Regions from separate parts of the Mus musculus genome. Here all the other regions are linked to region 3. The links are chromatin contacts, called in public Hi-C and HiChIP or PLAC-seq maps. All regions are on one chromosome and are shown on one strand. The core of a region is the stretch at or near the end of the contact, and the rest is flanking DNA. Distances in the headings are between cores, read along the strand shown. Region 1 overlaps Gm30812 (a long non-coding RNA gene). Region 2 overlaps Cmklr1 (chemokine-like receptor 1). Region 3 overlaps Wscd2 (WSC domain containing 2).

The links. A called contact is a pair of places that touch in the nucleus more often than the background predicts. HiChIP or PLAC-seq counts read pairs in DNA pulled down with a chosen protein or histone mark.
Region 1: a contact with region 3 is called in a Hi-C map of CD8 T cells, with 2.4 times the contacts expected there. The contact joins two enhancer-like sites. A contact is called at or near these places in 3 of 39 promoter capture datasets (embryonic stem cells, second pharyngeal arch cranial neural crest and stem cell-derived epiblast-like cells), 2 of 15 datasets of contacts at CTCF or cohesin (CD8 T cells and stem cell-derived epiblast-like cells), 44 of 484 Hi-C or Micro-C datasets (the 63-12 cell line, B cells, CD4 T cells and 21 more), 6 of 115 datasets of contacts at active chromatin or transcription factors (CD8 T cells, Th17 cells, astrocytes and 3 more) and 2 of 9 other capture datasets (adipose tissue and liver).
Region 2: a BATF HiChIP or PLAC-seq map of CD8 T cells shows a contact between it and region 3, with 7 read pairs. The contact joins two enhancer-like sites. A contact is called at or near these places in 1 of 484 Hi-C or Micro-C datasets (natural killer cells), 3 of 115 datasets of contacts at active chromatin or transcription factors (CD8 T cells, effector CD8 T cells and memory CD8 T cells) and 3 of 9 other capture datasets (adipose tissue, liver and pancreatic islet).

What each region holds. Positions count from the first base shown.
Region 1 is chr5:113,471,124-113,473,823 of GRCm38.p6, forward strand. Gm30812 (a long non-coding RNA gene) reads left to right here. Exons shown (of 3, transcript XR_389557.3): 2 at 2,423-2,577. Among named protein-coding and RNA genes, the nearest start is that of Gm30812, 7.8 kb to the left of the region's middle. Within about 2 kb of position 1,413, at least 6 of the 459 cell types and tissues checked have an H3K27ac peak or open chromatin away from gene starts, as enhancers often do. A contact at or near this core is called in CD8 T cells, where this site is marked.
Region 2 is chr5:113,619,782-113,622,481 of GRCm38.p6, forward strand. The region is part of intron 1 of Cmklr1 (chemokine-like receptor 1); the gene reads right to left. Among named protein-coding and RNA genes, the nearest start is that of Gm42002, 18 kb to the left of the region's middle. Within about 2 kb of position 1,425, at least 29 of the 459 cell types and tissues checked have an H3K27ac peak or open chromatin away from gene starts, as enhancers often do. A contact at or near this core is called in CD8 T cells, where this site is marked.
Region 3 is chr5:113,538,475-113,541,174 of GRCm38.p6, forward strand. The region is part of intron 1 of Wscd2 (WSC domain containing 2); the gene reads left to right. All of the region lies in intron 2 of Gm52822 (a long non-coding RNA gene), which reads right to left. Among named protein-coding and RNA genes, the nearest start is that of Gm52822, 4.3 kb to the right of the region's middle. Within about 2 kb of position 1,302, at least 36 of the 459 cell types and tissues checked have an H3K27ac peak or open chromatin away from gene starts, as enhancers often do. A contact at or near this core is called in CD8 T cells, where this site is marked.

The DNA.
Region 1 (2,700 bases), core at 163-2,662, 67 kb before region 3:
TGGCTGGTTTTGTGTGTCAACCTGACACAGGCTGGAGCTATCACAGAGAAAGGAGCTTCAGTTGGGAAACAGCCTCCGTGAGATTCAGCTGTAGGGCATTTTCTCAATTAGTGATCAAAGGGGGAGGGTCCCTTGTGGGTGGAGTCATTCCTAGGCTGGTATTCTTGGGTTCTATAAGAAAGCAAGCTGAGCAAGCCAGGAGAAGCAAGCCAGTAAGAAACATCCCTCCATGGCCTCTGCATCAGCTCCTGCTTCTTGACCTGCTTGAGTTCTTGTCCTGACTTCCTTTGGTAATGAACAGCAATATGGAAAGTGTAAGCTGAATAAACCCTTTCCTCCCCAACTTGCTTCTTGGTCATAGTGTTTTGTGTAGGAATAGGAACCCTGACTAAGACAGTGGCTAAGGGCACCATCTTAGAAGTCTCCCCAGGCCTGGATCCTCTGCTGCCAGACAAGAATGTAGCCTTTGCTCTGACCCTGGCCAGGAGGGGGCGCTGGAACTCCTTTCATTTTGACAGTCCAGGAGGGTATTTAATTTGCACTTTCCTAACGCTGGGGAATGTGAGCATCTTTTCCTTTGTTTCTTAGCCACATGGATTTTGTCCATAAAATCCTAACTTTCCCTCTTCTCTTTTCTTCTTTTTTTCTTTTCCTTTTTTCTTTTTTTGCCATTTGTCGCGTGTGTGTGTGTGTGTGTGTGTGTGTGTGTGTGTGTGTTTAACACTGTGGATATAATCATAAATCTAATATAGTCATGCAATATGGATTTTTTAAAAGATATTTATCTTACTAGTAGTCCAGGCTGGCCTTGAACTTATAAAAATCCTCCTGCCTCAACATCTGAGAGGGCTGGGATTTCAGGTATGAGCTACCATGCCCTATATATAGTGTGGATTTTAAAAATCTTTTACTGGCTTTTGCTTTGTTTTTAATCTCATGATAAGGGCACAGACTGTACTATCCTGGGAGGATTAAACAGCTTAATTTGGGATTCCTGGTGTATTATCAGATAGTTTATTCTGTTACTGACCAGCTCAGAGCACAGGGATGTGGTTCTGTGGTTATTCGGATATGTGCGCATCTTTGGAGTTGGTTACAATCCTAAGGCCAGGCAAAGTGATCTGTAGGAATTCCCCGTGAAGAGGCACTCAAAACCTGGAACCTGGCTGACCTGTGTCTACTTGGTTGAGAAGTGGGTGGCATGACTGATCCACGCTGGGCACTATGCTCTAGAGGCAGCATCAAAGATACGCTCATCCCTGGGAGGTGGAGGCCAGTGGGAATTCTCTATGAACAAGAGAAATTAGCAAGGTAGCACCTGTGAATCATCTCGGCTGGTCAGTCCTGCCAGGGACACCGCTTGTGGCAGAAGCAGACCTCACCAAACATGAGCCGGTATCCGGGTCTCTGGTTGCTGGGTTACACCAGCAGGGAGCGCTGGGTTATATCAGCATTGGTTGCTGGGTTACACCAGCATGCACTTGTACCATTTTGTATCTATTTCTCGTTCTGATGAGGCTACTGTGTAACAAATAGCCCTAGAAAGGTTGGAGATAAACAGCAACAGTGTGGCAGCATGGCCAGCCACTCTGATTTGCTGTTCTAAATAAGCTTTCTTAACCCTCTGGGCTCATCCAACCAACAGCAGGCTCTTTTTCACCCATCTTCTATGGTCCTTAGACAAACAAACAGCCTGGGTGTGGTCTCCTGGTGTGGACAAGGGCACCAGCAGGATTGAGCCTTTTCTTGCCCCGGTGTGAGCAGTTCACCTTCACTGTGACTCCAGTGGGTTTGTGGTCACCTGGGAGACCCGAATGTGTCTGTGAGGATGTTTCCAGAGCGGAGTGAAGACCCACCCACCCTCCACTCACAGCTCTTAGGTATCAAGGGCTAAATAAAAATGTGATGAGCTGAGCGCTGCCATTCATCACTTCGTGCTTCCTGCCTACAGATGCTAAGTGACCCTCTGACTCATGCTCCTTCACCACCATCTCCCACCATCACCGCGACCTCCCCCACCATGATGGAAAACACCCTCAGACTCTGAGCTGGGGTCAACCCTCCCTTCCTGAAGTTGCTTTTGTTGGGTGTTTGTAACAGCAGCAGGGAAAATGGAGGAGGGGTGGCACATGGGGGAGGGGTAGTTTAATCCCAAAGCCAAGGACAAGAGTCATGGACAGAGAAGGTACTGGGGTCTTTGCTGCTGTGATCACAGCAGTGCAGCAGGCAGGCTACAGAAACAGGTCTGGATGGGACCCACCATTTGCTGCTGAGGTTTTACATGGGATCCCTTCCCAGAAATCCCCCCACCCAGCCCTAGGTCACACCACAACCTTCTTGCTTTCTCTCAGCTCTTTGCCAAGGGACAGAAATCTCTGCAGTGCGGCCCTCCTGCTGCTAATGGCTTCTCTGTCTCTCTTAGGGATTGTGCACCAGGAGACCTCACTAGCTTCTTCTGATGATGTTCTCAGTGCCCCCAGTCCTAGCCATGCAGACGACAGTGACACAGCTCTGCAGCTCCTTTCACAGGGACTCCACAGCCACTGTGTCTTTTTCCTGATCACTGGCAAGCACTGGGTAAGTGTTATATGGTTCGCCTTTCTCACTGTGAGCACCAGCAAGGTGTGGATTGTTTCCATGTCAAGACAAACGATGGCTGGCTCATCAGGGTTCAGCAGAAAATGGAGAAACTTCTGCCCC
Region 2 (2,700 bases), core at 175-2,674, 81 kb after region 3:
TGCTAGCCGGTCGTGGTAGCACACGCCTTTAATCCCAGCACTCGGGAGGCAGAGGCAGATGAATTTCTGAGTTCAAGGCCAGCCTGGTCTACAGAGTTCCAGGACAGCCAGGGCTACACAGAGAAACCCTGTCTCAAAAAGCAACAACAACAAAAATTTTTGCTTGTCTTTTCTACTTGGTGTTTGTTTGTTTGGAGAGAGAGAAAATTTTGTTTTGTAGATCAAGTGGTCTTCAAACTAGTGATCCCCTGCCTCTGAGTTCTGGGATTATGGGCGTCTGCCTTCATAACCAGCTTCCCAAAATTCTCTTCATCTATGGCTGGTCAGATCCAGGGGATAAAACAATCCATTCAAAAGGAGGGCTGGCTGTGCTCGGAACTGGCCTGGCGCACTGTGCTGTGATTGACCTTCCAACACCCCCACCCCGCGCCTCACCCCACCCCACCCCCACCCCCGTGGCCTTTGTCAAGGCAGATGGGGAAAGGCCAGCCAGGGTGGCGTGAGGAATGGCGTGTTCCAGTCCATCTGTCTCCTGCTTGGGTTCAGGGCCAGGACATGGGCACAGGGCTGGTGGCTCCTGACTCCCAGGTGCTGTCAATCATGACAAGCCCCTCCCTCCTGCTGCCCAGAACACTGTAAGATCACAATGGATGCCTGGCCTCTGTCAACTCCAAGGAGATATAATATTCCTGTCCCTCACATCCCTCACACCCCTACCACCACCACCACAATGTTCATGGAATAAAGACATGCATCCCATGTCTACATACGTAGCTAACCCAGGCCCAATGTGCTGGCTCCATGCCAGACACACCTCTGCAGTGTTCGGGTGGCCCCACAGAGAAAACTCCGCTTGGTAGATGAGAAAACGTGTTAAGAGAGGTGAAGCCGGCCGGGCGTGGTGGCGCACGCCTTTAATCCCAGCACTTGGGAGGCAGAGGCAGGTGGATTTCTGAGTTCGAGGCCAGCCTGGTCTACAGAGTGAGTTCCAGGACAGCCAGGGCTACACAGAGAAACCCTGTCTCAAAAAACCAAAAAGAAAGGAAAAAAAAAAAAAGAGAGAGAGAGAGAGAGGTGAAGCCTCTTTCCCGTAGCCACACAGCTGGGAAGTGTGAGTGGAGTTTGCTCCTCAGGACTCAAAGGAAAGGCTCACACACACCCCACTTCTCTGAAGGGTGGGCAGCCCCCAGTCTCACCTCTCCGAGCCTCTGAGCTTGCATCCTGAGAGCTCAGCTCTCCCCTGTTCTGACCCCACAAATGTGCCCACTCTGAGCCTCCTTCCCAGGGGGCCCCTTAAGGTCGCTCGCTGTAAGCAGCGATCTGTGAAAGCTATACCTTCAGAGCTGTATGCTTTCCAGTAGCACCAGAAGAAGGCACCCACAGAGAAACACCCTTGAGGAAATTGTGGTTAAGAGCAACTTGGCTCCCCCCCTTGAACTGTTACTTCCTCTATCTTGATAACCTGTGATCTGAATTAATCACCTCTCCCCCTTTCCATGTGGCCACAAGGAAGCTCGAGGTCACATTTGCAGATCCCAGCAGTGACTCCCTTACCTCCATGCAGCTGTCCATGCTTGCCTCCGCGGGTCCTCGTGTATCTAACCCTACCCTGTACTGCTTTCAGTTCCTTGTGATAAGATAACGGCTGAGTTACGCAGTCACCCAGATGCTCATCTAAACCCCATTATCCTCCATACCTGCTGGGCTCCACTGTCCTCAGGGACAATACCGCTGTCCACTATGGAGGTGAGGCAGCTCAGCTCACATGGTGCTCAGCCAGTGACTGCTTCATGTCCAGATCACTCCGACCTCTACCCTTGGTTGTAGGACAAAGTACCCACTATTTTGAGCCAGCCCACACCCTTCCTGATGCTCCTGGGGTGCCCTCCCCTCTAACAAAACATTCTTGTTGGGGTGACTGCAATAAGAACGGCCCCCATGGGCTCATATATTTGAAAGCTTAGTCACCAGGGTGTGGCACTATTTGAAAGGATTAAGAGGTGTGGCCTTGTTGGAGAGTGTGTGTCCCTGGTGCCGTGGGCTTAGGGGTTTCAGAAGCCTATGTCAAGCCCATAGTCTGTCTCTGTGCCCATGGATCTGGATGTGTCTCTCGGATACTGTTCCAGCACCTAACTGCGTGCCACCATGCTCCCTGTCATGACCATAATAGACTGACCCTCTGAAATGGTAAGCAAACATCCAATTAAATGTTTTCTTTTATAAGAGTTGCCAGGGGGCTAGCGAGATGGCTCAGTGGGTAAGAACACTGACTGTTCTTCTGAAGGTACTGAGTTCAAATCCCAGCAACCACATGGTGGCTCACAACCATCTGTAATGAGATCTGACGCCCTCTTCTGGTGTGTCTGAAGACAGCGACAATGTACTCAGATATAATAATAAATAAATCTTTAAAAAATAAATAAATAAAAGAGTTGCCATGGTCATGGTGTCTCTTCACAGTTAGAGAACCATGACTAAGACACTTCCTCTTGTCCCATTTTTATGAGCCCTGCCCCTTCCAGCCAAGGAGCTCACCCTCCCCAGTTTCCAGAACCATCTGGCTGAGGTCAGGGATACACATGGGGTTGCAGATGAAGCCGGCATGGCATGCCTCTCCTGTCCTCAGTTCCCCTCAAAGCCTAGGGACACAATTATCCTGCCTGCCGGAGGCAGCCAGAGTCCTCCAGCTCCCATCCATCT
Region 3 (2,700 bases), core at 52-2,551:
GAGTTCAAGGCCAGCCTGGTCTACAGAGTGAGTTCTAGGACAGCCAGGGCTACACAGAGAAACCCTGTCTCAAAAAACAAACAAATAAACAAACAAATAGTGTGCTCTCAGAGCCCACCAGGATGTCCTGGAGATGAGGCTTCCTGAATAGAGTCTCCCATAGAGACAAAGAGTAGACTTATCCCTAAGTGCCTGTTCCTATGGAAACAAGAGACTGGGTGTCAGGAGAAGGAGCATGTGCACGTGTGCGCACGCGCGTGTGCACACACACACACACAGAGACAGAGAGAAAGGCAAGAGAGAGAAAGAGAGACAGGGGAGAGAGACAGTATCTCACAGCACACAAGCCTAAAGCCTTGGCTCAGCACTGATGACCTTAAACACGTCTCTTGACCTTTGGAAGCTTCAGTTTCTCACCCATGTGATAGGGTGGGGGCAGTACCTGCCCTACAGATTTATGTTGAATGCTGGAAGTTGTGTGTTTTGAGGTTCTGGAAGCTGAAGCAAGGTGAGACTAAACCCACACCTACCACAAGTCTGAAACTATAAAGCCACCAGCTTCCTGGTGCCAGGGGCCACACCCTCTTGAGGTCCACAGCAGGCACTCCCTCAGTGCTGAGAGAACAAGCCAGGGTGTGCTGCCCTGACCAAAGTGGGTCTTGGGGGATCAGGAGACATCCCTGAGGGGAGAAGAAACTCTCCCCAGATGTGAAGCAGGTAGGTGTTCATGGGGTGATGAGCCCTCCCTGCTAGAACAGCCTCCAGTTTAGGCTGGTCCCCTGTGGCCAACTTTAGGCTGCAGATGAGGCTGGTACTAAGGGATGTTTGTTGATTGAATGAACTGTAGTTTGACTATTGGAAAACATGTATATGTATACATGATGTGTGTGTGTGTGTGTCTGTGTGTGTGTGTGTGTGTGTGTGTGTGTATTTGATCCAAAAGAGAAGAGAGCACTATCTACCTGGCCAAGGCCACACAGCTATAGAATGATCTTGAAGCCAAAACAGAAAGAAAAGAGGAAGTCACCATAGCTTGAGGTACCCTGCACAGAACCTCCACCTACCCACACCACTACTTGTGGGCAGCTGATATTTCTCAGAAGACCGTGTGAAATGATGGTGCCCATTTCTTCTTGCAACAGAATCACTCTCCTAGCAATTTACAAGAAGCCTCAACAGGACACTGACCCAGGCAAGGCTTTTCTGGGTGCAAAGCCATGCTGACTGTGGGTCGTGGGCAAACCTATAGAAGTAGGTGTGAGACCACTTCCTTTGTAGGCAGGAAATGACTCTGAGAGGCAGGCAGCATTTGAGACAGGAAGTCAGTTCCACCCACTAACTTTGGAGCATTGGCCTTCCCCTCAATTGGCCCAGCCCTGCGGGGCAGACTCCCTGTCCAGTGCTCCTGGAAGGATCGGTCAGAGTCCCTGACCAGTGCTCTCCTGACAGGAGCGTCTAAGGCCACCAACAAAGACACAGAGGCACTTTCCCTGTCCCCAGGTAACTCCTGCACACCCCAGCTCCCAGCCCCTGGGATGTAACCACATAGACATCTCCCCTTCACCGGGTGGATTTATTCTTGGGGGTGTGTGGGCGATGAGTGTTTGTGTGGGGGAACGTTTGTCTAAATTTAAATTTAAGACGTGTTCAACAGCGGCTTATTAATGCTGGGACTGGAAATGGATGGCTTTTTTTTTTCCCCTTTTCAAATAAACTGATAAGTAGGAGCCTCCCCCAGTTCTCCCTTCTGACCCAGCCTTACCTCTCTCTGAGCCCTTGGGCTATAGGGCCACGGGGTGGCCATGGGCTATCAAGATTGGAGAGAGACAAGGCACCTCTGTCCTGCCTTCCTGCTGTGGCTATCTTAGCTACGTCCTGCAGTCCAGGCAAGGTGTCCAGCTGCCCCTCCCCCCACCGTAATGTGCATAGTCCCTGCTATGTCAACCAGCCCTCTCAACAACTAAGGAGTTGGGAGGGGATTGGTACTCTCACCCCGTGTTACGCCTAAGAACTTGCAGCCCCAATGCCTTAAATGACCCCATGTTCCTTGTTCTGTCTTATGTGAGCACCAAGATCCAAACTCAAGTCTGACTGGTAACAAGTCTGGGGAGGCTGGGGAGATAGATTAGCTGATAAGGGCACTCTATGCCAAACCTGGGCAGGTCTCACTCTGATCTCCAGAGAGCACATGACGAAAGGAGAGAACCAACTTGCTCGAGGTGTCCTGTGACCTCCATGTGTGTGCTGTGACACAGAATATCAAATCATTTTCAAGAACCCTCATATACTTCCTTGAGTTTTTCAAAGCACAACTTAGGGAGAGGAAAAGAAAAAACAAAACAAAACAAAACAAAACAAAAAAAGAACCATGAACTCACTTCTAACCCATTCCCTGGCTGGTGAGGTCTTTTCTGCCCAGCTATGTCTCGGCCCACAGGGATGCTCCTGCCTCCCGTGGCTTCTGTGGTGTTCTGTAATTGCTGAGCAATTTGGAGATGACTGGAAATATATACTTCACGGGTGTGTCTTTCTCCCCAGCCTCCTGGAAGGCACTGAGGCATGACTGTCTCTCTGGGGAGCATTGACCTCGACACAGAAAGAAGCAGGATCTAACTGTCCCAGTCAGAGAACCCACTGCCACTCGGTAGACTCTGGCCACCCTACTACAAGGTCCTGCAAATGGGAAGCCCAGCATTGAAC